Linked DNA regions of Mus musculus: all the other regions are linked to region 3. Evidence: chromatin contacts called from public Hi-C, Micro-C and promoter capture Hi-C data. All regions are on one chromosome and are shown on one strand. Each heading gives the region's core, a stretch centred on a gene start, on an enhancer-like site or on the middle of the called end of the contact. The rest is flanking DNA. Distances are from core to core; before and after follow the strand shown.

Region 1 (5,708 bases), core at 1,602-4,101, 560 kb after region 3:
GAGCCCACACGAAAGCCAGTGATTAGTAGGTGACCTCCTCAAAGAAAAGCTCTTCCTGTCCCAAGTGACTTCTATCCCAAAAGAGTCACAGTTGCCAGGTGCCCTGGCCCACTTGCACTTCACTGATTGGTGTGCTTTAATTAAGCATTGCAGCCCAGGGTGATTTGGGGGCCATAAGGAAGGAGGGAGTTGATGTCTCCACCCTAGAAGTGGAAGGTTGTTATTCGCACCTGGTGTATACTTGAATGGTTCATGCATACCTGAATTTCTCTTTAAGGGTTTACTTTAGGTGCTTGGGAGTTTGGCTTCCTACAAGTTCAAAGGCAGCCATCAGTCCAGATGGAGACCGTTGTGAAATGATCAACCCCACCCCAGTAATGTTTCTCTGTGGGTTTTTTAACCTGGCATTGTCAGCTCACAGAACCCCTAATAGAAAATAAGTGAACCACAATAGACTTCTTTTAAATGACTCAAATCAACACAGGAGACACAAAACAACAACCACACACTTCACAGGTGACCTCATTTTCTAAATAAGGCCTAAATAACTTTTCAGAGACCGTCAAACACCACAGCAGGAACCATTTCTTACCACCACTTCAACTGCCAGGTAAGACCCTGAAAATTTGCATCATACATACAAAAATAGACAATCACAAACCCAGCTTAATGGGGCAAATGATGCTCTCTTCCTGTATTTGTGGGAGGTCCCATTACCACAGTTGGTCTGTGGGATACTCCAAGGACAGTACTGTGTCTGGGGCAGAGAGTTGGCTTCAAAAAAAGGAAGAAGAAAAGCTTTGAAATACCAACAAACTATCTCACTTATAATAATGAGAGGAGATAAAGACATCATCAAATATATCCCAGAGCCACTGGGAACCATCTTAAGCTGAGATCAAGTCAATTTAAATCAAAGTCATCAAGGATGAGTCAACAGTCACCACTGGCAGATAGAATTGAGTGCAGGCTTCCCAATTTTGCTTCTCTGGAGCCTTTTAGACACTTTGTGTGAAGTTCAGTTGTAAAATTAGTAAACAACAGCTTGGCATGTTGTCTTTCTGTTCACTAGTTGTATTTGTGCAGGTAGGTGTGCACACGTATGTATGTAAATATGAAGGCCAAACGTCCATGACATGTGTTTTCTTTAGTGGCTCTTCACCTTATTTTTGAGACAGGGTCACTCATGAACCTGGAGGTCCCAAGTTCTGCCACACCAGTTGGACAGTGTGCTTACTCTTGCTTCTGCTCTCCTCATGCTGGGATTACAGCCATGACTGCTATGTCCAGCTTTTGGCATGGCTCTTGGAAACACAAATTCAGTTCTTCATGTTTGCACAAGTATTTTACAACCGAGCCCCTGTTGCCTGTCCTCTATCATTTTAAATCCAACTTCCATCTCTCACTGTGAGCAGTGTTTCAGAAACGGTAGCAGCACTTGCTATTTGAGCTTACATTAGTAATCAGAGCAGATTCTCAGTCATCAATTTTGAGATATTGATACAAATTACTATTGCCTGTGAAAAATGGAAATTTGGGGAAACAACTTCCTGGATCAAGGAATGGAACGTTAGAAAAAAGCCAGTCCTAAAACACTATCCTGCAAGCCCATCTGCTTGGGAGACTAGGGAAGAAAGACTGTAACTTCAAGGCCATTCTGACCTGTAGAAGGAGTTTAAAGTCAGTCGGGGCAATTTGGTAAGATCCTTTGTCAAAATAAAAATTAAAAAGAAGGCTAGAGATATCTCAGTGACAGAAGTCCTTGTTTAGCAACCATGAGACCTTGGATTCCATTACCAATATGGGTAAGGAAAAGATAAATGATTATATGCACGTAAAAACGTGTTATTTTTAATTTCAACTTTCTAACAGGTCTGAATGATAAGTGAGACAAATTAGCAATTAACAAGTCTGTCTTGCAAATAGACATACGTATAGCCAAGAAATATACAAAAATGTGAAAGAACACTATATTCATAACCAAATAATTTAATTAGATTTGTAGCTTGATGGCAATTGTTGTTCCCTGATGATTCTCTTCCTTCATGCCACTTCTGTTGAAGTGTTCCCCATGACAGAACAGCGCATCAGTGGCAAACAATGAAAGGACATGTGTATGAAAGGGCCACAGTGACTAAGACACAGACTGCTTTCCTCTGGCAGAGATGCTAATGTCCATTCCAGAAGTGAGCATTCCAGAAGCCTGTACAACAAAGTACTGAGTTTCTTTCTAGCTGCCCTGGAAGCTGTTGTACCCCGTAAGAGAATGAGAGAGCAGTTGAGAAAACTGTTCATGGAAAACACTAAACCAACAACAAAACAGAGCCCCTAGCACTGTAAGAAGAGTGGTGGGGCTCAAGCTAAGGAGAGCTTTCTTGAAGATGCCCTCATCTCTCCCCAGCTCCTTTCATGCCATTTCCTGCGATTCCCTAAGGACCAGTCCAAGCCAAGCATGGGAAACAAAAAAAAAAAAAAAAAAAAAACAGCTTCTGACTTGTGTTAGGAGCTGGAGGAGCATCAGCTTCTCTAAATATTTGAGGTCTCCCTGGCCGCTAAGTTAATGATTAAATCCCTAGGACATTGAACTGAGTTCCTTCAAAACAGCAATGCCAACTGTTAAACACAGAACATTTAAATCACGATGCAGAGCATTCTTTCAGTTTTTTTCTAATGAGTTATATAAATCTCTCTCTCTCTCTCTCTCTCTCTCTCTCTCTCTCTCTCTCTCTCTCTCACACACACACACATACACACACACACACACACACACACACACACACACAAATTCTGGTCCTAAAGACCATCCCATTGTTGCAAAGGCAGGTAAATTGTGGGCCATGAGGCCTTTGGACTTAACTCTTAAGCACTTTTTTTCCTCTTCTCTGTGCTCAGAATTAATTGGTTGCTACATACACTAATTAGCCTTATTAGGCTTTCAGAAGGTTTCCTATTACACATGGAAAATTTTTTTCTCAATGGCAATTTAGATTCACACATATAATTATTGGAAGTAAATGGTTGTTGATCTAGATTGCAAAACGAAGAAGAACATAGGTTGGTGGAGAAGTGGAAATGTTGATTCTAGTTGTTTTAGCTTCAGTTTGCTAACATTGAAGAACTTCAAAAACTTGTAGATTGTAGGGCTGAAATGATGGTTCAACATTGCGAATATGTTCTGCTCTTTGAGAGACCCTGGTTTGCTTCTCAGCACCCACATAGTGGCTCACAACCATGTAAAACTCCAGTTCCAGGGGATCTGATGCCCTCTTCTGGTCTCCTCAAGTACCAAACACACACATGGCACACAAAATACTTAAACACATAAAATAAATATTTTTTTAGTGGAGGTAATGTTCTGTCTCCCTTCACACTGCCCCCTCCCCAGAATTCTGAGTTATTTAGGAGATGAAACCAGAGGAGTAAGAGTAAATACTCACAATAAACATTTTAAATCGTATTCTTCTCTGAAACAAAAAAAGGTCACGTGCAAGAAGCTGATTCCACTAACAACATACACGAGTTTCTAGAATCTGCAGAAAAGCCTTCTTAGTTATTATTTATTTTACTACATACTGTCTGACTCTGAGAATAAAGCTAAGTGATTTTTGCAAAGAATTAATTTTCAGAAAAATCAAGTAAAAGCGGATGACTTAAAAGAAAAATGGTTATCACAAAATGGTTCTTCCAGGTATTTCCACTAACTCAACACCTGTGTAGAATATGTTCAATATCCTGTTTGATGACAAAATAGCTTTCTAAATTAAGACTTCACTTTTCTCCATGTCTTGAAATTTATCTCAAGCTATAAAATTGAGACTATAATCACATGAATTTGATAGCTGTAATCCTAAACCATTCATCCACTCACTGACTGAAGAAGGGTCTTCATAATTAAAACTAATAAAATCTCAGGATTCACAGTGTCCGTGAAGGGCACCACTCCTATGTAAAGCCAACAAGGAGCTTGCAAATTAAGCAAAGAGAAAGGCATAGGAGGAATGTCAAAGAAGAGGCATGGGAAAAAGCATGGATGTATGGAAGCTTTCACATTTAAATAGCTATCCTAGAACTGTTTTAGTTGCATAGGAAATGGAAAGTAACTGTAGCAAAACTTTTCAATATTTATTTATGAGTGAATCCTAGTCTTGAGAAAGGCATCTCCAATCACTATCACTAGTAGAGTTGCGTATAGTATAGTTGCATACAGTATAGTATAGTATAGTATAGTATAGTATAGTATAGTATAGTATAGTATAGTATAGTATAGTATAGTTGCATTTGTATAGTTAGTAGAAATACACACATGCTGAAGGAGTTGTAGAATTTTACAGAAAGATGACTGGATATAGCTCTTTAAAAATGATTATTGAAGCCAGACGTGGTGGTGCACACCTTTAATCCCAGCACTGGGGGACATAAGCAGACAGATCTCAAGGCAGAGTTCAAGGTTAGCCTGGTCTAGAAAACCAGTTCTAAAAGAGTCAGAGCTACACCGAGAAACCCTATCTTGGGGGAAGGGAGGGAAAGCTGGTTGAAATTTTCAGTATGTGGAGAGTTCTAGAATATAATGCATCACACAGGCCCATGCTATTCTGTTGCTGTTCGAACCTTTAAACCTATGTTTAGTTTGGTGCCCAGAAATCTCTGTACATTTACAGTTCTAAATTCAGTAAGTGTCACCGTTTTCAGAATGCAGCTAGCCTTTGGAATCTGGCTGCCTCGTGCGTGAGCAGAAGGCTCAAGGACAGGAATGATGACAAGCTTCCCCACTCTGTTCCCACGCAGCAGCGCTCGCCCACAGGCCACAGGAAAAGCCAGCACTGCATGTCACTAGAGTTTATATGTCTGTCCTCTCCCATTATCCACGGGGGATACATTCCAAGACTCCAGTGGACTCTAGGGAGAGCACTAAACACTACGCACACTGAATAGTTCCTATATATGTAGATCTAGAGCAAAGGTTGACTTATAAAGCATTCCGGTAGTAGACTAATAACAACCAATGATAAAGCAGAAAAGCTGCAAAACAAAAGCTGCGACTCCTGGTCACTGAGACCATGGTAAGCCAAACTGGATAACTGAGGGGCCAATGAGTTATGACCTAGTCATACAAAACAACTCAAAGTTCTAGAAAATATTACTTTCATAGTACAAATAAATAAAACACAATTCTATTTAAAAACACTCCAATACTCCTGTCAGAAGCCTTCCTGGCCCATTGCATACACCCAGTAAGTATTCTCATTGCCATCAAGTATAAATCCAAATAGAAAATATAAAGAATAAAGACATTGGCCAGGGCATCTCTTCGAGGCAAAGCTGTACACAGCAGGTCTTCTTCCTCCAAGACAGTATGATGGTAAAATAAAGGGAAGGAATGGTCAGAGTGCTCCGTTTCTCTGAAGAATTATTTGAAAGGGACTTAGAAAAGACTAATTTTATTTTCTATTGCGTCCCATACACCACCACCTTGAAGTTTAATAAATATAAATATACAAGTGCATTTTAGAAATCTGATCAAAAAGAAAAAATAACAAAAGTGATTTCAATAGTCTATCATGGGCAGCCAACTGGCCATGATTTAAGGTGCAAATCTTGACTTCAAAAAGTTCATTACCTAAGAAACTTATAAAATGTATGGAAGTAATTATAGTAAAATCACAACCTTAAGTTTATCTAGTTTCTCTCAAATGCATTGTTTAGTCAAA
Region 2 (5,847 bases), core at 2,525-5,024, 540 kb after region 3:
GAGTCCACCACTGTAAAATAATGGCAACAATGGCAAGGTGTTGCAGGACCCAGTAAGACACATCTACAAAACCTAATAGGCTAAGAGGGGCTGGAGTGCTCCCCAAATATTTTTATTAACTTGCTCGTAAAGTGTGAGTACTATCACATTAAATTTTTTTTAATTACCACAAGTCTGTTAAAGAGCAAAGGAAAAAGAAAATTTCACTCAGAATTATAGAACTTAATTTTTCTTCCTTGGTCCTGGAGAGATGGCTCAGCAATTAAAGTCAACTTCTGCTCTTTCAGAGGACCTCAGTTTGGTTTCCACACTAGGCAGCTCACAACCGTAATTCCAACCAAGAGATCAGTTGCCCTCCTCTTTGGGTACTACACCCAAATGCACAATCCCACCCCCACACCCATCACACCCCCCAAAGACATACACATAAATAACAATTGTTGGGTTTTTTTTAAAGTAACATTTTCTTTTATCTCCAAGTTGTAAGGGTTATCACACAAATGAAAAGGGCAATGTAGTTTCTCCATTTAAACTCTCATTTACAAAACCCTCCTAATAAGTTATTTAACATTCTGTGATTTACAGTTCACTGTTCATATATAAGTTTTAGGTTACTTTTATTGAATTTAAAATTCTTTAATAAAGCAAGGGAGATATGAATCAGTCAGTAAAGTTCTTGACTTGCAAGCATGAGTTTCTAAGTTTGACCCACCAGTCTCCCACACACAGCCCACAGAAATTAATAAGTACATAAATAAATAAACATTTTGAAATAGTATAAAATGTCAAGTGCACACATTTGCAATCTCAGTACTGTAAAGGCCAAAAACAAGTGGTTCATGAATCTTACTGGCCAGCCAGCCTAGGGCCTGGCTCAATAGATGACTTCCAGGTCAGGGAGAGATCATGTCTCAAAACAACAAACAAACAAACAAACAAACAAGGAAGGAAGGAAGGAAGGGCTCCTGAGGTGTGACACTTAAAGTTGACCTCTGGATCACATATATATATACACACACACACACACACACACACACACCCTCTCATACATATGAGTGAATAGCTACTCAATAATAAAATGTAGGGGCTGCAGAGATGACTCAGCAACTCAGAGCACTTGCTGTTTGACCTGTGTTGTAGCCCTTGTCCCCACGTGAGGGTTTACAACCCTCTCTATCTCTAGCTCCAGAAGACTTAATACTCTCTCACAGCTTCCTCATGCACCAGACATGCTCCCAGTATACACATACATACATGCAGGCAAAACAACCATTCACATAAAATACATAAATCTCTTTTAAGAATATAAATCTCTTAGAAATCTGCTGAGATTAAAATCGCCTTAACATTTCTTTTGTCAGAATAATGTGACGCTGACCGTCTACCCAAATGTATCCATCTGACTAAACTAATACTTTGTTTAGAGTCTGCATGCAAATTCTCCCAAACAGCATCACGTGAAACCAAGGACAAGTTAATCCAACTGTCTGAATCACTGAACTATGGAAATAAAACTGGTACATTCTGTGCAGGCGCCCAGTTGGCATGCTATTTTCTTCCATGTTTCAGTCCGTTCGATATAATTTATTTGGCTAAAAAAATGAAACTCATAATGATTTTTTTTTGTCAATAGGAAAAGCGCATAACGAATGGATTTCCACCAGAGTCCCTGTATCAGTGGGCGGCTCTGCTTCTCTAATTGAGGTCAGTACAAATGAATTCTACTGTTTGTGCTTTACACACATTCACCAAAGCGAATAACACCGAGCTATTCATGGGCCCACAGCATCAATTAGCCAATTTACTTTTACAACCCTTCCAGCTATTATTTCATTCCAGACTGTTGCCTCTTTGACGTGTGGCATACCAAGGACAGCATTCCTTAACAGACAGTCTAACAACTTACAAAGTTTTCCAAAGGCCACATCACACTGTGCCCCATACAACATGGCCACTCAGCAAATGTCACTAGCTGACATTAAGGAGCCTGTGAAGCAAGAAAGGTAGTGTCCAGAGAAGACCATTTGAATAATTCTAAGTTCCATGAAGGGGAGTTTAAAACGCAGGGCAACCATTGTGCACTTCTTCTTGATGTGAAGGAAAGATACAAACATAGAACACTTACAAACTAGTCTGGCATGGGAGTGTCCTGGGGAGAGCCAGGCAAGGGATTAAACCCAAAACTCAAAATCGGGGCTGGGTCACAGTAGAGTTTTAAAAGTTCTTTTTAAAACCCAATCCTTTTTTTTTTTTCACTTTATTAACCTTTCTGAACTAAGTAAAACAGCTGAAAGAAATAGCCAGAACTCTATTTAATTAAGGTGGCTGTAAAAGCAATAGCAGGTGGCATTGTTCTTGGTTAATGCTTAATGCCCTGAGGACCGACATGACATTCTTAACAGGAGACTGTTAGTGAGAGTCTGACACAAAGCTGCCCAGTTGAGCTCTGTATGCTACACGCCACAGCTGTCTGGTCTTTTCCATCAAAAAGGAAGCTAGAAAATCACAAGCCAAGCAGTTAAATACAGTGTTTGAATATCTGGACAGGATAGGTTAAAACTCTGTACTGTGAGGATTTGTACGTAATCCCTGAAATGTAGCTCATCAATTTATTACTGTTATATATTCAGCCAAGCCTCTCTTGCTCTAAGTTCAACTGAATGACTCTTCCCTGAGACCAACAAATGAAAACTTGTTTTCCTTCCATACTATCCATTCTCAAATTGCTTAGGATTTGCTTTCCTTTGAAGGTTCCTTGGCATTGAGCTGTACACATTTACGGGCTGTGTGTACATGCATGCAGACAGTTGAGAGAGATTTTTTCTGGTACATATTTTGACCTGTGTCACAAAAGGAGGGTATTATTATTATTATTATTATTATTATTATTATTATTTCAATTCATTTGGCACTATCAAAATGTTCTTTTATCTATAAATTCCATGTAATTATACACACCAGTATTTTCATCTAATGATCTCAAAGTATGTTTGTAATTTTGTATGTGGTTGTGTGTGTTTGCACATATGAATGCAGAAGTCAGAGGCTAGTATCATGTATCTTCCTCAATTTCCCTCCACTTTTTTAATATTAAAATTTATTATAAAAAGTTTTGCAACAGGGCAAGCCTCATGTTTAAGAGTAGTTGGCCAACATATAATGGACTTCACATGCTGTGTGTGTGTGAGAGAGAGAGAGAGAGAGAGAGAGAGTTTTGTTTGCATATTTGTTGTGTTGTTTTCTGTTGCTTGGGTATTACTTTCTCGGTTTAGAGACTTTTCTTGTTATTTTTGGGTTTTTGTATGTTCAGAAAGAACCTAAAATTGGGTAGGTATGGAGTGGGAAAGATCTGGAAGGACTTGAGGAAGAGGAAGAATATGATCAAAATATATTTCAATCAAAAATTGGTTTTAAATGATAAAAATATAATTAAAACATTGCAGATAAACAAACTTCATACACTGAAATTAATCAGATCCTATGTCTGTACATCCCAATGAGCTTCTATAATTTGACTAGCAATTGCGAACTGTGAAGCTTCACAATAGACCTTACATGGTCACTGTCAAATATATTTCAATGTACCTATCCACCACCGAAACAAACAAACAAACAAACGAAACAGAACAGAACAGAACAGAACAAAACAAACAAGCAAAAAACAAATCCATGATAGAGTTGAAACTAGAAAATCAATGAGCTCCATAAAGCTAATTGGTTAGGGTTTTGTTTTTCTTTGTTTAAACAGTGTTTCTCACTGAACCTAGACCTCACTGGTTAACTACATTGGCTGGCCAGTCAGCAGTCTCCACAGCTTTCCCAACTCTTTACATGGGAATTGGGAGTCTAAACTTGGGTCTTCATGCTTATACAGCAGGCTCTTTACCAACTGAAGCTGACACCTCAGCCTTGGTTTCTACATATGTTAAGATAATAATTTCCCAACAAAAAACACACAAACAGACATTTGAAATCAAACGGTTGATACAAACATTTGAAATATACAGCATGCCAGACCAGGGACATAAAAGTGTTTCTCTACTGTGTACAAGGTCCTAGGCTCAAACCCTAGTACAGTAAAACAAGCATGCAATCAAAAAATAAAGAATCACAGACTATATACAGCTGCCAGGCTTTAGCCAATCAAGAAACCTTCAAGTTCAAGATAAATGTCCAATCTTGTGCACTCTGGATACTATGGGAGTATCCACAGAACATTCTCTAGTTTACTGTGATGATGGTCCCACTTTCCCTCATTCTGTGTAATACACTGAGCCAAGTGAGCCTCCCCCCACCCCCCACGCCCTGGCCCCCGCCCCGCAATCCTCACTTACTTCCGTGAAAGGTTGTAAATATGCTGTCTTCTATTTTAAATTGTATGCTGAGCAGGCACTTAACTTAGTAAGAAGAAGTAGTATTAAGACATTGCACTGATACACTAAACTCAATTTATTTCAAACATAGAGGACAAAAAGAAACTAAACTTCATAGTTCAACCAATAATTCATTTAGCCAGTGTTTCAAGGACTCTTTAAAACAAATGCACTTGTGACTTTTAAGGTATAAAGAAGTATTTCTAGTCCTTATGTATTATTCATTGCAGTATAAATATCCTGATTACATATTGTTTGCTCTCCCTGGAGAAAGCCAGACTTATTTTAAGTTTTCAATTACTTTTGAGATGGAATCACTTTACAGGCAATCAGAAACTCTGGGAATATGAGTATGAGACATGAAATATTATAAAATCAATACTGTCAATTTATTCTTGTAAAAATTATTGCCAGTGAGGCCTTCTGGCCTCTGAGCTAAGATGTTGCTGGGTATATGCTGCAAGTGGATCTATTTTGAACTTTAGTGTTCCCATCTGTATAATAATGAGCTGTAATAAAAAAGACTCATGTTAATGTTTGTAAGTGTTTAATCTTTAGAGTCAGACATTTATAAATCATGCTAATAGGTCAGCTTATAGAATATCTTCTGTAGAGGAAGAGGACGGAGGGAGAAACGGGAAGGGGAGGCGAGACAGGGAATAAAGAAGATGTAAGAAAATGAAGAGCTAGTCCGGAAAGTTGGGGTGTTTGTTGTTTAAGAGCATTAAGGAATATTTTTAATGCTTTTCCGTTCTACTGAGTTTTTAGCGGAGTAGACATACTCAGTGCTTTGGTAGATCAGTAGAGAGCCTCTTCCCTAAGCCAGTGTCCTGAACACACCGGCTCCTGGCACAGCCTTCTCCAGCTGGGAAGAGAGCACAGCATCCATCTTGCCATCTGAACTGGGTACCTGGATGCCTGGATGCTCCCTTTTCCATATGTATTCCCACAGAGTTTTTCTCACTCTTATCCCCTTGCTACTATTTTAGGTCAATAAACTGCCTTACAGAATTGCTGAGACCGCCAATGAGACCATTCCCTGCTGGAGCCTTGCTGTATTTCAATCCATTCCCCTACACAGTATCCATAGAGACCGTCTAAGTCTCAGCAGTATGCTGAACACTCCCAAACCCTCATGACAAAAAACAAAAAACAAAAAAGACCCCCAAAACAAAAACTCTCATGTAGTACAGATCTGATTCCCAATAAACATGTTGTTTGGTTCCCCTAACCTCTGTCTTTTCTTCTGGACAATTGCTTATCAGGTGTTTATTAAGTCAACCCTCCATCTGCTCCCTCCCTTTCTCTGTCAGGAGTCGTAAGACTTCTCTTTGAAGCCCTGCCTAGTCAAGGTTAGGGGTCAACAGTTAGCATAGGGAAATCATGGTGACTGTTAACCCATACGGACTTGTAACATGCAGACATCATATTTTATCAGGCCTGTTTGTCCCTAGTGCTTGTGGCATTGTCTCTA
Region 3 (5,410 bases), core at 2,638-5,137:
TAAAAAGAAGAAAACAAAACCCAGGAAAAATGGATGGAACTTTAAATTCATACAATGTATTGAGAAAGACAGACCGAGTATGTTATCACACTCTTGCTAGCCTGGAAGGCTCTGATTAGAGCTTTGGTGATTTTGAAAACATTGGAATGGTGAACATCAAGGTCCTAACTACAAATTATCTTGCTCTATCTTGGCCCTCCATAGCTGTTTATCACCCTCCTCTGTGTGTGACCTAATAGCTCTGTGACTATTAGATGACTCTTTGGGAAAGTACAAGCAGACCCTTAGTTTCTGTCAATCAACAGGCTAAGAATGATATCAGATAACATCCGAGGCCTAGAGCTGAGGTTCCTTGGCTCTTCAGTTATCTTCCCGCACGATGTTTCCACCAATGTTTTTGGAAAGTGCCTCGATTTACGATTTACTTTGTTCAGTTAACACACAACTTCACAAAACTGTTAACTACATTGGGACATGGGAATTAAGATAACCAGTGTTCCCGGGCAATGGCCACTCATATTTGGCTCCAGAGTGAACTCTTCTACCCTTGGAGGTCAGTGCTGTGTTTCCTGGAAGGTTTGTCTGAAGGAAAGTCACGGTTAAGGCTTAGTATACCATGTATGTTAGACTCGTGTCCATTCTGAGTGAGAATACTAAAGTTCTGAAACTCTTAGTTCCAAGTAGCAAAACGGGACAAGAGGAAGAAACTGTTCAGTCCGTGCTACACCCCCTGTCCCCCCATACGTTCCTTTGTTGTCAATCTTTGCTTGTCCTCTTTTGAGTCGGAGTTGAGAAGATGAAGTTACAACTGTTCCTGTCACCATGGTCCAGTTAGAATAAAATCTGTCTTACCATTTTAAGCAAGTTCCATGAATAATTCTTTTTTTTTTCCAAAAGATTTATTTATTTGTTATTTATGTGAGTATGCTGTAGCTGTCCTCAGACACACCAGAAGAAGGCATCAGATCCCATTACAGATGGTTGTGAGCTACCATGTGGTTGCTGGGAATTGAACTCATGACCTCTGGAAGAACAGTCAGTGCTCTTAACTGCTGAGCCATCTCTCCAGCCCTTCCTGAATAACTATTAAGAGTCTCCTTTCTTTATTACTCTTTCATTCCTCTTGGTTCACTGCAATAGTCAGATAAGGACATTTGACTAAAGGCAAATACATTTGACACTAAATTCTAGTCACTCTGTTTACAAGTATGCCTTTTAAAAAATTTAACTATTTTGCAGGTATTCCTAAAATAATGAAATAGAACTAAGAGAATTATAATTAAGGCTGGAGAGATGGTTCAACCATTAAAGGCTAGTCTCACAACCAAAAATAATCAATCTGATTATTATCTTAAGGAAGCCCTAACTTTAGGAATAATTGTGAATTCTTTAAATAAAAGAAACATTTTAATGAGAATACAATATAGATCAAACAACAGAGCATGTGTAGATTAAACATTATTTGTACAAAGTTCTTGTCTACAAATACTAACTTGATAATGATACATCAAAAGCAGTTACTTTTTTATTATACTTAAAATTATTCTAACCATTTACAGTTACCATTATTTTAAACAACTGAGTTAAATACTGTAATTATGTAGACTTCACTGCATTGGTATTTAAGAAACAATTTTCTTCCTAGTTGTAAAAAATTTATTATGCTCATTTTTAAAATTTTATTTTTGTTTTCACTTTTGGATTTGGAAAAGAATATTAAGTTATGCCATTATAACCGAGAGCCATATATTTAAGCTACATATTAAAAATGTTTAGTTAAGGCCAAATTATATCTTCCTTTCAATTTTTGGCTTGGTTATTAATACTTAAACACTACTATTTCTCCTTTTAACTTTTTAGTTTCATCTTCCTTTCTTTGTCACTACATTTATACCAAGTAATCCTTATCTTTTATTGCCAGGATTTAAGATCCAAGCTCATTTCAGTTTTGTTATTAAAAATGTTCAAATTTAGCCAGGCATGGTATTTCACACCTTTAGTCACAGGCTGGGGAGGCAGAGGCAGGTGGATCTCTCAGTTTGAGGCTCAGCCTGGTTTGCATAGTGAGTTCCATGCCATTTAAGAGAGACACACTGAGACTATTCCAATCAAATAAAAATGTTCAAATTTAAGGACATAAAAAACAAAATTTGCTTTTAAAAACAAAAAGGAATCAAAGCTATATAAAAACCACAGAGGAACTTCAATAAGCTTCCAAGGGTGTCCCACAATGACAACTGAACAGCAGAGGCCCCCAGGTAGGAACAATACAAGACAAAGCGGGACGTGTGCTGATCCCACGTGCTTGGCAACGTCAAAAATCAGCACTAGGAATCTAGTGCGTGGGCAGAATATCAAATGATGTAAGTAAAATTGAAGGGAAAATTATAGTAAAACAGGCCAGTAAATGACATTTTCATGGGCAAAACAATGCAGACATTGAATGATGACTAAATTCAAAAAGTATTTTCTTGTGTTGAGTGGGAGAGGGCTATTAGAAGTATGAGTAATATTTGCAAAATCTATAACAAAAAAAAGCATTTAAAAATTATATGGCCGTCTGAGTACTTCAGTTCAAAGGCCACTCAGCATTCTTTAGAACAGGGAATAAAAGAACCTGCAAAGTAGTAACTTATAGCCGCCCTAAAAGCATGTACAGGCTCCCTAACTGAAAGTTATCTATCATCTTCCCACTGTGAAATTTTAAGTGCACGATGTGATTCTAAGCACGAGCACATAAGCAATAGAAATGCAGGATTTTATGGTTTCCTGCTGTAGAACAAAAAGCAACAGTCTGAAGAAAATTTTTTAAAAGTTCATGATGCGTCTCTATTTTCCGTAGGCCTCTAAATCTGCAATTGCCTCGTTTATTAAAGACTCAGAAGTGAAAAGAAGGCTCAGAAATGATCTTAGCCACCACTTACACCTTAACCCATCTTACATGCTAATTTTTTTTCTCCATGCTAATTTTTAAGCAACAGTGTCAGATATGCTTAACTGTACACACGTTCTTGAACTCTTAAATGGTTTTCCAGATAGCCACTGAGGGAGTACACTCCTGTGCCCCTACTTGGCCTGCTCTTTGAGAATGCAGGTAAAGAACTCCCACCCTCCCTCTCCCTTCTCCCTCGGCAACGCGAAACAGGCTAGGCACGCTCACGTGACGCTAATGACGTCAGCCCCCTCTGGGTCGCGTGACCCACAGCCAACCTTCCTACCGCCCCACCCCCTCGCCACTGGCGTGGGACATCTCGCGAGAAGCCTTCTTACTATCAGAACTTGCTGAGGTTACAGGGGAGTTACTCTGGAGAGGAAGGAAGGTGTGGCAGAGTGGTGCACTTTTGGGTTTCATTATGTTAGAGTTTATGATCAAGCAAATGCTTATGGGGATCGCCCTAGTCGGGAAAAGGGGAGAGAAGGGCGAAGACGTGACAGTAAAAACTGAAGCGAAACGTGGTGCCCTGACCATCTTTGCCCCTAGCTAAGGGACAGCCGGGCGCAGCAGAGGTGGCCAAGGCTGGCAGCCCCAGGCAGTAGCTGCGAGCCGGGGGACGTTGGACCCGGGTCTGGGAGCAGTAAACGCGAACCGCGCCCAGATGCAAGGGTTGCTTCCCTCTCTCGGCTTCCCCGGCCTCGCGGCCATCCCGCCCGGGTAGAGGCATCCGGGTTGTGGGAGCTTCGAGTGGTCTCTCATCTTTCCGCCCTTCGTGGGTCACTGCGACATCTCAGTCCCGTCCCCTTAAGCGCGCTCCCTGCTGCTCCGCGCATCTCCCTTCGGTCTCCCTAGACGGCTGCGGGAGAGCAGCCCGAAGGGACGCGGCTGGAGTCGCTAGAGGGAGGTGTGGGGCCGCCGAGGAGGGGGCTTCGCTGGGCGGGGAGAGGAGGGAGGAGGCGCCGGGGAGGAGCCGCGGCTGCCAGCTTCGCCCGAGCCGAGCGAGCGCACTCTGTCGCCCCGCGGGTTCCCAGCCTTGCGGCCCCGTGGAGAGGAGGGAGCGCGGGCCACCAGCGCCTCCTCTGCCCGCTGGAACGACCGGCTGGGTGTTCACTCGGCCGCTGCCGCCCGCCACTCCGGGCGCTGCGTTGAGCTCTCCGTGCGGCCTCGGTGACCGCGGCAACCCCTCCTGACACCTCTCCCCCGCCCCTTCGGGAGCCCTCGGCCCGGCCACCGCGGCGGGAGGAGGAGAGGACAAGGGATCGCGGAGCGGGCTGGTCTGGCCACCTCGCCCCGCGCGCCCCGCCCCTGCGCGCACTCCCTCGCCGGCGAGCTACTTTCGGACACGGAAAGTGAGGGCGGCCCCGGGTGACAGCGCGGCGGCGCCAGTCCCGGGAAGCCAGGTCTGTTCGCGTGTCGCCCGTCGCACTGTCCAGACCCCGCCATGGCTTCGACCACCACCTGCACCCGGTTCACCGACGAGTATCAGCTCTTTGAGGAGCTCGGAAAGTAAGCGTCCCTGCCTGGCATCTCCTCCTCCCCACGACCCCTCGTCTCCCTCGTGGGGATAGAGAGCCTGCGGGCCGAGGCGGGGAGACGGACCCTGGCTTGGTGCGGGTGGGGCACACAGGGAAGGAAACCTTTGCCCTACTGTGGCGGGTGCTCCGAATTCCCAGCCCATCTTCTCGGGTCCTCCACCTCTCCACGGGGGACTTAGTGAATTTATGATCTCTGCAGTTGTAGCTGTCATCCTGAGAAGTGTGCGCGCACGCGAGTGCGAATGTGTGTGTATGTGTGTTCGGAGAGGAAAGGAGATGCATGTAAAATGCAACATTTATCACATTTTTGGTAAATAGATGTCTCTTGCTCAGCCCGCGCTGTATCTGCGATCTGACCCAGGTTCGGATGAGCTAACGAGAGAACACTCGCTCTCTGAGATGGTGCCATATTTATCGATGCCGAAAGTTCAACTTGGCTTGGTGGAGAGTCTGGTTCGGCATCCAAGTAGTTGTTCCGTTCAGGAAAAGGGCCACCCAACAGAACCCACGTCCCTGCCATGTATCCGCTATCCTTCTTTGCACTAAGATGAGTCGCTCACCATCATTCTAGGATTTAGGTGTACATCGTCTCTGAGAGGATTTATTTATCCAGGCAGAGGAAAGCCCTAGAGCCCGAGAGAGCGTTTCCCCAGGGTAGCCTAGCTTGTGTAAAACGACCTCCTCCACTGAAGTGGCAGGACTTCCTTGAGATGTTAAGGAGGGACAGGGTACCTACTGAAGATCTGCACAGGGGCAACTAGAGACTCAGTCAGGAGGGAGTGTTGGTTTACCGAGCATCAAACCCCAAACCTATCGCTAATTTCCACTATCAGGGAAGGGATGCATTTGTGTGTGTGTGTGTGTGTGTGCTGTAGGTTTCCTTACAGTTGCATAAAAGGAAGTGTGAGCACTTTTAAATCAAATGAAAATGATATCTTTA
Region 4 (5,917 bases), core at 2,844-5,343, 660 kb before region 3:
ACTTAGCACTTCAGACTCTATGTGGCCCAAGCTAAAGTTGACACCACTGCTTCTCAAATCTGCTTCTTATCCCACCCAGCCTTCCTCCATATTCCACCATCACATCCACCACCCACTCTTCTAGACTCTATCATGTTATTACTTCGGTACTAGTACTCTCTCTTCTTCATTCAATTAACACTTCCAAAGTTAGGTCCTCTTATCAAGGTCATCCCAATACCTGACAGCTGTTCCTGTCTCAGATGTCTGAGATCCATCACTCTAGACTGCTATAAAGTTGACCTTTCACTATATCATACCTTTTTTAAAAGCAATTCTGCATAGAGAGAGAGACCCACACCCCTCAGGGTGTCAAACAAACATGCAAGATCTTATTTGTGCTACTCTGGACTTCAGTCCCCTTCCAGAAATCCTTTTAAAGGCTCTTATTTGCGCAACTCTGTCTGGACTTCATGCCCCCTTCCAGGAATCCTTTCAAGTTTTCCTGAATTGATAACTAGCCATTTCCAAATCCCGACTCAGGCACTCTGATCACACTTCTACCACAGCACTTAAATGACAGTATTCTTCTATTGTATTAATATTAGTTTCCTACTTTGTCTTAGATGTGCAAAACATGTTATAGTGTATTAAACTGTTGTTCAAATGTCAAGACACTGTATTTCACTACAACTAAAAACAAATGTCCCTAAAGCCCTTGGTCATGTACCAATAGATTTCCCTCTTAGACCAGTAACTACTTCAGTTTGCATAATCTGCATAATCTCAGTGCACAGATTGTAATGCTGTTAATAAATACTTGCTGGAGGAAAGAATATATGTTCATGAAATGCTTCACAATAAGAACCTATGACTGCCACTGTTTTTAAGACTAATAGACTTTTCTTTTCAAACTTATTTGATTAAGTAGCTCCTCCTTAGGCAGGTATGCAAAGTAACATTTAAATAATTTAACAAACCTCCAGGATGGTTAGCAGGACTATCAAATTACACTTTTACTTAGCTTCCAGGATAGGGAACTATTAACACTACACCAAGTTAATGAGACTTAATGGCAGAAAGAAGTACATAAAAGAAAGATTACCCAAGCCATTTAAAATGTTTTAAATAAAGAAAAAAAAGAAAAAGAAATCAAAGTGCTGATTCAATTAACAAAATAAAAACAGCCAAATTATCTAGAGTGAAGATATTCTTCTAAGGATCTCTTGCACAAAGTTTTCTGTATACAAACATTAAAACCTTTCATACAGGGGTCACTCTTCTGAGGACATCAATCATTCAGACCATGGTACAGCAAAGAGCACAAGAACAAAAATTATCTGTCATGGAATCTGTGGGCTTTGTACTTGGCAATAGATACACCATTTCAAGGGGACAAAAAAAAAAAAAAAAAAAAAAAAAAAAAAAAAAGGCAAGGGATAATACAGCATCAGGACCCACTCCCAGTCTGACAGCAGCAGTAAGTGATAGCTGATAACAGAAAGGGAACCCAGACAAAGCATATCAAGAAGAATGGTACTTCTGTCTCCATTTTAGTACTTCAGGCCACTAGGCAAAGACCAGGATGAACTGCAAACAAAATAGTTCTGTCTGTATACCTCAAAAAATGGTACTGTTGGCTCTGCTACAGATTCACACGTAAAAATTTTGGACACTCTGCTACCACATACATACATACATACATACATACATACATACATACATACATACATGGCATATCCAATAACTTCTGAAGATAGAGCAAGGTTTGCAAAATGCTTATTTTAGCCCCTAGCTTTTATGAAGTTCTGGTTATTAATATTGTAGAGTAACTCAGAAAAATTTTGTAAAAAAATAAGCACTAACTCATATACTGTCAAAAATAAGGAAACAATAGTACCCATGGTTATGTGTCTTGGCAATTTTCAGGTGTGCTCTGGAAATTGAAAATTAATTAATCAATAAACTTGCATTATTTGATATTCAGGTCTATAAATTATTTTGAAAAGGTGTCTGAGAATTGATGGTAAGTTTTACAGCAATAGTTAAGTGATAACTAAACTCACATCTGCTCACAGGTACCTTGAAATGCCCCAATTTAAATAATAGAAATCTGAACTACAAAGCAACTCTTATCAAAGTTAGATCTTACAAAATCTTCTCTTAAATATATTTACTGAATTTGTTTACTATAACAGGTGTTCTAAGTCTCAGTATAAACACAAAACTATAAAGCATGGACTCCAAGAGTTCCATTCTCTCCAGTAGAAAAAGGCCAGGTTTTGTTAGTGCAGTTGTTCAAATGAGCCTAACAAAGCCGGGCTGTGGTTCTAAATGTCCAGACACTGTTTCACTATAGTTTAAAAGGGTTCCTATAGCGACAGATCAGACAACACTAGACTTGCACTTAACCTTGCCAGTGGCAGGTAAATCAGGCAATGCTGACCTAGTCACCATCTAGGAGAATTAAGAGTTGCTGAGCAGACATGGTCACTGGAAGGCCTCAAGCAAAGAAGAAACTGTTTCTTCTTCAGGGAAAATTAAACTAATTTGATTAACAAGAGTTCTGTTCTTACCACAAGCTTAAGTGTGATTTTTTTTTCAAAAAAAAAAAAAAACAAACAAAACAAAACAAAACGGCTAGGGACAATGCGTGACCCTTAATGCTATTAGAATCCTGATTATGCAAGACTTTCTAGACTGTCTCTAACGAATGTCCTTTTTAATCTAGGCTCATGGGTTAGTAAGCCTGCATTCAAGTGGGTATTTGTTTGGGGGAGGGGGGGAATGTGGCATTATAGATTGAAACAAGGGCATATTTGGCATCTAGCCAAATTGCAGCACATTCCTGTCATAAATTTAAACAAAGTTGTACAATTTGACAGCCTAAGATGATCCATTCCCGCCCTGCGCCCACCCCACCCCCCAAACTTAACTGTTTTTCTTGGAATCTTTTAATAGGGCAGACAGCCTTATGAAATATAAGTCTGTGCCCTGTCTTGACACTGTGTCACAACGGTGGAGGCTCAACAAAGGGTCAGGGTTTCAAAAGTCACCCCTGCCTTCCCTTGTGCTAATTCCTCCCGCAACAGAAGAGTTTCCATCTTTTCTTGAGTTTGGGAGACGCAGAGCACTGCGGTCCCTCCACATGCCCTTCAGAGCTCTAAAAGATGTTGCGCGCCTGGGTACCGCATCTGGGTACTGGGGGAAGCGGTGATCCTGTCCCTAAGTGCTGCAGAGTGGCATGTCCTCGGTATCCAACTTTTGAAACCCTCAAAGCCAATGCCCCGGAGCGCACAGGTCAGGTGCTGACCGGAGACACCTCCGAGCGTCCTTTTTGCCCGGACGCACTGCACCCTGGAGCGCTCAGCGCCGCGCTCACCGCCTGCAAGCCCGCAGCGCCCATCCCGGGCCGCGCCGCTCCTTAGCAGCAGGCGACCGCCCCGCGCGGCCCCCGGCCCGCCAACCCGCCAGCCTCTCCCCTCCTCACCCGGCCCCGCACTCCGGTCCGCCTTGCCCGGGCCACGAGCGACAGTGCTGTCTTCTGTCCACGACTGCGGTCACCGAAAGGTCCCGGGTGCAGGTCCCGGGTGCTCGCGCAGCCGGGGACAGTCCCTTCCCTGCGCAGCCCTCAGGCACTTTCAGACAGAAGGCGGCGAGCCGGAGAGTTCCAGGCGGCCGCCGCAGCCGCCCATCCCTGCCTCAGTCAAGTGCAAGGTCCCGCGTCGGGACCGACGGGCGCCCCCTTGATTCGCTCCCGCCGCAGGGTGACAAGACCGAACTCTCCACAGACCCCAACGCCGGGCGCCTCAGAGGGCGCCGGCGCTCCCTCACCTCGGACAGAGAACAACTGTGCATCCCGGAGCAGCTCCATTCCCCGTCCCCCCACCCCGGCTGCGGGCGCCCGCCGCTTACCGCGTCCTTCGGCTGCCGCGCGGGAGTTGGAGAGCGCCTCTGCCGCCGGACGGGGTCTGTGGAGCGCGCGTCGTCGCCCTCGGAGGCTGGGCGTGAGGGAAGCTGCGGCGCGCCTGCCGGGCTTAAGACGGGCGCTCTAGGGCAGGCGATGCTCCGCGGTGCCCCCCCTCGGGGCCGCAGCGCGCCTGCTCCTCCGCCGGGCCCCGCGCGCCCCGCCCCCTCTCCCCCTCAGCGCGCCACTACTGAGCGGGAGCGCGCCCAGGCCCGCGCGCGCCCCCGGCTTCCCCCCCAACCCCACCCCCCACCCCGCCCGCCCCTCAAGCCGTCTCTCAAACCTCCCTGCCGCGCGCTGCCTCGGCCCAGGACACCGATGCGCACGCGCCTCGACGGCGGCCAGAGATGCTGCGAGGCTGCACCTGCCATCAAAGTCTCCGCTCCAGACGCGCCTGCGCCCAGCCTCCTCCTCCTCTGCTTCGTCCGCTGCTTTTTTTTTTTCCCCCCCTCAGGCACTGGAAAGGAGCGGAGCCTGTAGAGCGCCGCTCGCCCCTTCCACTTCCTGTCGGTTGGCCCGAGAGAGCCGCTCCGTGAGGAGAGCGGTAGGACTGGGGCACACGCCTGCGCACACGTGGAGAGCCCGGAAAACGCCGGCCAGGGGCGCCAGGAAAAAGCCAACCGGAGCTTCTTTTGAAAGGGCCGTTAAAGTTCTGTCTGCTTGGGTCCTAGCTTCCTTATTCTGACTGGAAGTACTCAAGATGGTGTCCAGGTCAAGAAACCAACTTTGCCCAAAGAGCTTGAGGCCTCCGGTACCCCAGACACCGGAAGCCAATCCATCCCTTTAAGTGTCAATGGCAAAGTTACAGTTTCAGAAAATAGGAAAAGTTCCTTTGCTTTTATTCGGAACCCGTTGGGCAGTCTATTCTATACCCACCCCACCCCACCCCCACACACACACCAAACATACATACATACATACATACATACATACATACATACATACATACACACACACACATATACATCATTCAGGTCAAGCCTAAAGTCCAGAATCTGAAAGGTCTCCATGCAAATTTTGTGTTTAAATGTTCAGAGATGAAAACAGGCTGCCATCAATGTTATTTCCTTGCTTCAACTTGAGAGTCACATTTGGGACTTGGACCTCAAAAAAACAAAACAAAACAAAACAAAAAACAAACAAAAAAAAAACCCGGAAATTTCTGTAATGATAAAGGAAAAATATACTCTATATTGTTGTTCTTTTTAAGTCTATTTAACAAATGTAGTGCCCAAAGGTCATACCTATTTCAAAGGAGATAATGCACTTTTCTTCTTTTGTAAGTTGAAATAAGGAGATTAATATAGTTTATTTATTTATTTAAATTGCACTAGAAAAGTGCAAACAAGTATCGAACATAACAGATAATAAAAGTATATGAGCTGATCATGCTGTAATTTTTTTGTAAAACTTGCAGATAATGAAAAACGCATTCAATAATATTTTGTGTAGTTATCTTTTTTTTTTTTTGTATCTACGATCTGGCTATTAGTTGCCTTATTTATCACAACTCAGCACTGCAAGGGCATTCCACAACTTAAGTTTAGTATGACCTTTCATAAATTAGAATTGAATTATGCTTTTGGCTATTAAAGCAAAGAAATTATAAAAATAAAGCTCACTCTCTGTTTTAAAATACTCTAGCAACTGGCACTTAATATGATCAACAGGATGGTTAGATTAAATGAATGATGTTTGATATTTCTTTTCAGAGAAGGGAGCATTGTTTCCATGTTTAATCCATCCTTCAAGTTCCCACTCAAATTAACAGCAAGTGTCCGTACAGTTCAGGTTACAAAATGTTGCACTGGATAACATATTTGTGAAGGAAGTTTCAGCCAGGGTAAATTAAAATTGCCTTGTTATTGTTGCATACTGATAGGCATTTTTCTCTCCTTCAGTGACTCAGATATAGGCCAGATTAGAACAGATCAAAAGTAGATAAAGGTGGGTTTGCTGGAAAGTAGCTCT
Region 5 (5,774 bases), core at 2,481-4,980, 710 kb before region 3:
ACCTTATTTCAGAGGAACATAAACTCACAATGTTCACATCATCTACAAGCATTCTATGAAATGCTAAGACCCAACAATGTAATCCATTTAACCTTAAACATTTAAAGAAATGATTTTAATGTTCACTTACTAAGTGTTACAGTTTTGAAATTCTCTTTCAACTTCTTTTTTTTTTTTTTTTTTTTTTTTCAGAAAGAGTACAATCTAAGTGGCCTCTGGGTATCCCAGCAGTCTTTTCCCACTGTAAGACTCAAGTGGTATTTTTCTCTCAGTAATTCAGCAGTATGAGCTCTTTAGTGTATTAATTTTCCATCCATCCAGAACTTAAGAGATCTTCCATGGATCTAGAATAATAAGACTGAGTTCTATAGTCGGTTTTGCTCCTTTTTTTTTGATATTTTATTTATTTACATTTCAAATGTGATCCCCTTTCCCGATTTCTCACCCCCCCCAGAGGCCCCCCTCCTCCTGCTTTTTGCTTTGAGGCAGGATCTTGCTATGAAGTTCCTGTAACTCTGAAACTAGTCATGTAGCTATGTCTACACTGAATCCACAGCAATCTCCACGTCTTAGCCTCCCAAGTACACCATCATGCCTGCCTTCATCTTTCCATCTTTTTTTTTTTTTTTTTTTGTCTGTCTGTCTGTTTGTTTTGTTTTGTTTTGTTTTTTGAGACAGGGTTTCTCTGCGCAGCCCTGGCTGTCCTGGAACTCACTGTGTAGACCAGGCTGGCCTCAAACTCAGAAATCTGCCTGCTTCTGCCTCCCAAATGCTGGGATTAAAGGCGTGCACCACTACACCCTGCCCATCATTGTTTTTAATCATCTCATTAGTTTGCTTGCTCAGTACAATGTATTGAATATTTCATCTCCTCAATGATTCAAACTGTCACCATCTTGCTTTCTAAATTCTGCTCAGTTCTACTTATCTGTCATTCCTGATAATTCTGAAATTTATTGCTATTTTATATAATTTATTGTTTGCATGGTTCAATTTTTCTCGTTACATTTATTTTGCAATTAGGTTAATTTTACATTTGATACATTTTAATTACTTTTAAAGTCAAAACAATGTTACTTTTGTGCACTGTGAGTATTTATGCACATATGCATAGACTATGTATTCCATTTCATGTAAAATGTAAATTTAGAAATCCTAACCATTCCTTTATATTCAGATGTCAGTACAACACTCTATACCACCAGGTGGCATGGCAGGCATAGAGCAGAGATGCTTGGCTTCAAACATCCCTGTGTCTAAGACTGGTGCTCATATCTAAGGGTTCTGGGAACTAACCCCCAGGGGAACAACTCTCCAATCTGGAAATGAAGCTAATGATCAAAACAATGCAACAAACATTCTACATGAACATAGGAACACAGATGTTAGAGGCTACCCCACTATATGTGGATAAATAATTTCATGTCTACACAATTTAATTGCCAGATCTGTGCTAACCCCTCTCCCCCTCTCTCCTTTCTCTCTCTTTCTCTCTCTCTCTCTGAATATGTACATTTTGGAAAGAAAGCCACAAAATAAAATAATCATATTGTCTTCTTACAGTGCTAAGTAAGTTTCCTTAAAATTTTTACAGGAAAATATTTGTTTGTTTATAATAATCATTGCTATATGTTAAAATGTCTGCTTTGTTTAACAGCTACCACATAACTATGGAGTGATTTGGTTTCTATCTGCCAGATTCCTTTCTCTGGATCAATTATATACCAAATGGCTTGACTTGGTCATAAGAGACAGAAATCAGGTAGTTAGTTGTATATGCTGTCCTCTTACTAGTCCACCTACTTTATCTAGTGTTGTTCAGCATGAAGGAGTACAGTACGTGGGCTCTGTGACAGGAGACTGGGTACAATGAGAGTTAAAGAATATAGCAAAGTGGTGATCTAAAAGTACCACAATTTCAGTATTTTTAGGTAAAACTGATGGATGCTGAAAAGTCATGGAGAGTATAGGAATCTAGGTAGTTCTTCAACTTTTCAGAGACCATTACTGAATAATTGATGTTTCCCCCTCTATCCAAAAGCAAACAGAAGACTCCTATTAATTTTAGATCATGTAAACCCTCAAATAACTCTTGCTGAACCAATAAAAGACTAACTAAAGATCGGATGGTGCAGTTCTGCCTCAGTCTTCACTGAGGCTTCATTCTGATGGTATAAGAATCTTCCAAACTTAGAAAAGCTATTCATGTCTGATGCCTAGAACAGACTGGGTTGCAGTAGCTAGCTCTAGCTATGTCCTGCTGGCACCCAGTGATCCAAACTTATACCTCTTTCTCCACCCAAAACTGGGAGCCTGGAGAGAGGGTCAGCACAGGCAAGAAAACTTTAACACTGTATCCTTTGTCAGGCCCATGCATTCTGAGGGAAAGAATGCCTGGACTGTGAGGGAGTCCTACACAAAGATGGCAATAGAAGAAAAGGGGGAGGGAGCTGAGAGCACTTTTGTTGTTACCAACACCAACATCAATAGGGCTTTTTTTCTACTCTCTTTTACCATGTCTGATATAAAGAATGTTCTGCTTAGATCAGGTGGGCTGCAAATAATTGAAATATTTATTTTGTAAAATTCAGCAACTAGAATAACAGGAAATATTTTGATACAAAATCTTTTAAAACGAGCTCCAGGCATCATATGATTTTGACTACTACCAGAATAGTTTAACAAGACTTACTAAATAAAAATTAAAGATTTAAAAAAAAAGAATAAAAGTTAGGGCTAGATAGAGAGCATGAGATAAAGTGCTTGCTGCATGAGGAACAGAGTTCAGGGTCTCAGCACTCATGCAAAAGTCAGATGTGCCAGGACCTGGCTGTGACCCCAGGCCTAGGGCATGAAAGCAGGCAAATCATGGCCTTGCCAAGATGGTGATCTCTGAGCTCTGTATGTCTAAGAGACCATGTATCATAAAACAAAAGGCACTGGATAGCAATCCCTGATCACATATACCAGCACCAGTAAGTACATACAACACACACACACACACACACACACACACACACACACACACAACTCAAAATGAACGTTTGGGAACATATTTTCCTCCAAGTCCATTTCCACTCCTTGCTATGTGATGTCAATCAAGTCACTAGAAGCCTGGCTTCTTCACCTCCATAAGTGCAGGTAACACAGGACATGGAGATCAAATGAGATCAAATATTTTAGAAGTACTTTGTCAGTTAAAAACAAGCTTGTTCTTTTACCTAGCTGAGATGTCTAACAAGTAATATGCAAATTAAGGGACGAAAAGACATGCATTTCAAGGAAAAGGAAGATAGGAAAAGACAGTCCTCCTGAAACAAAATATTTTCTTTATATTTTGTTACCATATTTTACATTCCTCAGCATAGAGCTAGCTGGAATAAATAAATAAAGGAAAAATATTACAATGTTTTTCATAAAGTGTAAAGTTGTCAAGTTTTCTAAAACATTCAAATGCTTTCCAGGTTTATCCAGGAATTTAAGCAGCAACTAACCTAAAGATGCATTAGAGAGATCAATGTCAAGGTGATGACTAAGTCTTCCTAACACTGAACATTCGAGAGAATAAAAAACCCTGAAAGAGACATTCATTCCCACCGAGGTACTGAGGTATCTGTTTTCCTTCCCAGTAGGCTTGTAATTTTTACCAGCACAGTTACAATTAGAAGTAAGCACAATTTGAAACCTTTTGAGGAAAGCTACATTTTCAAGGTTCTTCAGACCTTCAACAAACTGCAGACAGGCATTGCTGACATCCCAAGGATACGAGCACAGCAATGTGCTGAGAAGCTGTGGAAAGTACAGTGGGTAAACAAAAGAGCAGATATGAAGCAAACAAAGGAAACCAACTAGAAAAGCAAGTCTCTCAAACTGATATGTAAATCTTCCTTATGTTACAGGAGTAAAGGAAGAATCCAGAGATGTAAGAAGGCTAGTGATTTGGAAACAGATTTGAAATGAGCATGTGTACAAGAGAGAAGAGATCAAGATGCATATGTGGTAGGTACCTTTCTTCATGAATGAGTGCAGAGTATAGCTCTGCAGCCTAAAACACATTCCCTAATCTCCTGTCAAGGTAAACAGCAAAATTATGCTGTAAAACCATGGACATGTGTACTACTTACAGTTTCAAGGCAAAGGATACAGTGCCTTTATTTGCTCTCCAGGCATATTTATTTCATCAATGATGCAATCACTGTTAAACAAACTTGTATCGGCCACAGTTTATGTGTGTGGGACTATACACTAGGAATATAAAAGAGCAAGATATGGTTTCCTGCCTGGAAGTACAAAGTCCAACCCAGATTCCTGGCCTTCACTAACAGGGAATTAACACTGCCTTTGCTGCACTACCTCCTGTGATGACCAAGTGAATTCCTTGGAAATAAATTTTTTTAATTTTAAAAAGCTCACTTGTGTTAAATACCGGGGAGCTACATCTTACTTTCTACTGATTTCAGAGTTGTATTGCTGGAGAAATAATTTAATGACAATCAATTCCAGTTTGTAGGCTAAATCTTTCCAGTATCCATTAGAAATACATTTAGACTTAAATAAAATAGTAAAAAGACACTGGAAGCATAAGAACTTCATCATAAGTATTAGAAATTATTTTTCTAGTATTGTGACATTGGTATTTAGTGTTTCTAAATTATAAGCCAGTATAGAGCAGAACAGAAAAGTGAGAACTTGTTTAAAACTAGTCTAACACATAATTACCAAGGTAATCACTTAAGCAGTTTTTCCAGGTTGATGGTAACAGTTAAGTTAGTTGCTCTCAAATGCTTTATGAAATAGTCCATCTTCTGCTGTACAAAGGCCATATATCCATGACTTCATGGATATTTCCATTAGCTCCTGTTCTGGTCTAATCAGATGAACACTGTGTAAACTTAAGAAAGATGGAGAAAGCTTTGGTCTACTTTTTGGCAAGAATGACAATGTAATATATGCCCGTCTCCCTCTTACTCTTCACTTAGATAATAGCTTTATCCAATTTTACAGGAAGTAAACTATCTTATACAATAAAGTTAATGACCCAGAAGTAATGGTACATTGATCTCAGGATGAGTAGTTGGTCATCTCAGGGGAAGCATGTATGCCTTGGATAGAAATATGCTGAACAGTAACAGCCTGCTAAAACTGTATATCCTTCCATGTATAACCTTATATAAAGAAAATAGTAAATGTCAATAGAGTGCTATTGGAAAAATAATAGGATGATGAGGCAAAGAAAAGAATGCTATCTGGATTGAGTCATGGCTATATAAATAAAGAATGAACTTCAGCTATCTAACATCACTATAACCCAACTAGTAATGCTAGATTCCCTGGGGAAATGGGTGGAAAGATCATGCAATCAGTATGTACTGCACTGCCAATTCTATAGCACTAAAACCTGAATTAGTCTCCTCTCCTTATATTCCATGACCAAATCATTTTGTGAATACTGTAGGGGAGGTAGAGAAGTCTATGTGAGAAATTATCTTTAAGCAGACGATAACCATGGGCTTTCTCACCTATTTCCTTAACTTATTCCTGGCCCTTCTCATGAAAGTTCGCTTCCCACTCTGAAACACTATATTCGAAAGTTTTACTCAATCTTTAATCCTTACCTGATGCTCAAGTTCTCAGTATTTCTTTTTATTTTATAAGAACACTTAACCTTCTGATGGTTTGCCCAAGGATCACAATCTGTACGCCTTATTCTAAAGACTGTCCACTCTCTTAGCTTATTCTGGCTCTGCTAACTTGGGTCCTCTGCTCACAGCTTC

What was found. Promoter capture Hi-C pulls out the DNA fragments that hold promoters and counts their contacts. Hi-C and Micro-C count contacts between places; a contact is called where the count stands out from the background.
Region 1: a contact with region 3 is called in a promoter capture Hi-C map of liver, with 2.0 times the contacts expected there. The contact joins the enhancer-like site here to the promoter of Camk2d in region 3. A contact is called at or near these places in 3 of 39 promoter capture datasets (the 3T3-L1 cell line, embryonic stem cells and liver), 3 of 484 Hi-C or Micro-C datasets (embryonic stem cells and rod photoreceptor) and 3 of 115 datasets of contacts at active chromatin or transcription factors (the NIH/3T3 cell line, embryonic stem cells and stem cell-derived neural progenitor cells).
Region 2: a Hi-C map of liver shows a contact between it and region 3, with 1.8 times the contacts expected there. The contact joins the enhancer-like site here to the promoter of Camk2d in region 3. A contact is called at or near these places in 2 of 39 promoter capture datasets (liver and stem cell-derived epiblast-like cells) and 1 of 484 Hi-C or Micro-C datasets (liver).
Region 4: a contact with region 3 is called in a Micro-C map of embryonic stem cells, with 9 times the contacts expected there. The contact joins the promoter of Ugt8a here to the promoter of Camk2d in region 3. A contact is called at or near these places in 9 of 39 promoter capture datasets (the C10 cell line, cranial neural crest, embryonic stem cells and 3 more), 5 of 484 Hi-C or Micro-C datasets (cerebral cortex and embryonic stem cells), 4 of 115 datasets of contacts at active chromatin or transcription factors (SST interneurons, astrocytes and embryonic stem cells) and 1 of 9 other capture datasets (embryonic stem cells).
Region 5: a contact with region 3 is called in a Hi-C map of Sertoli cells, with 5 times the contacts expected there. The contact joins the enhancer-like site here to the promoter of Camk2d in region 3. A contact is called at or near these places in 3 of 39 promoter capture datasets (cranial neural crest, frontonasal cranial neural crest and maxillary cranial neural crest), 1 of 15 datasets of contacts at CTCF or cohesin (the NIH/3T3 cell line), 1 of 484 Hi-C or Micro-C datasets (Sertoli cells) and 7 of 115 datasets of contacts at active chromatin or transcription factors (the 230-238 cell line, astrocytes, embryonic forebrain and 4 more).

The regions. Positions count from the first base shown.
Region 1 is chr3:127,151,515-127,157,222 of GRCm38.p6, forward strand. All of the region lies in intron 1 of Ank2 (ankyrin 2, brain), which reads right to left. Among named protein-coding and RNA genes, the nearest start is that of Gm16958, 6.9 kb to the right of the region's middle. Within about 2 kb of position 2,852, at least 31 of the 459 cell types and tissues checked have an H3K27ac peak or open chromatin away from gene starts, as enhancers often do. A contact at or near this core is called in liver and stem cell-derived neural progenitor cells, where this site is marked.
Region 2 is chr3:127,128,812-127,134,658 of GRCm38.p6, forward strand. The region is part of intron 1 of Ank2 (ankyrin 2, brain); the gene reads right to left. Among named protein-coding and RNA genes, the nearest start is that of Gm16958, 30 kb to the right of the region's middle. Within about 2 kb of position 3,775, at least 14 of the 459 cell types and tissues checked have an H3K27ac peak or open chromatin away from gene starts, as enhancers often do. A contact at or near this core is called in liver, where this site is marked.
Region 3 is chr3:126,593,064-126,598,473 of GRCm38.p6, forward strand. Camk2d (calcium/calmodulin-dependent protein kinase II, delta) reads left to right here and starts at 3,888. Exons shown (of 21, transcript NM_001346635.1): 1 at 3,888-4,441. The coding sequence starts at 4,377.
Region 4 is chr3:125,934,559-125,940,475 of GRCm38.p6, forward strand. It overlaps Ugt8a (UDP galactosyltransferase 8A), which reads right to left and starts at 4,094. Exons shown (of 6, transcript NM_011674.5): 1 at 3,895-4,094.
Region 5 is chr3:125,880,826-125,886,599 of GRCm38.p6, forward strand. The region is part of intron 2 of Ugt8a (UDP galactosyltransferase 8A); the gene reads right to left. Among named protein-coding and RNA genes, the nearest start is that of Gm40145, 15 kb to the right of the region's middle. Within about 2 kb of position 3,731, at least 26 of the 459 cell types and tissues checked have an H3K27ac peak or open chromatin away from gene starts, as enhancers often do. A contact at or near this core is called in Sertoli cells, where this site is marked.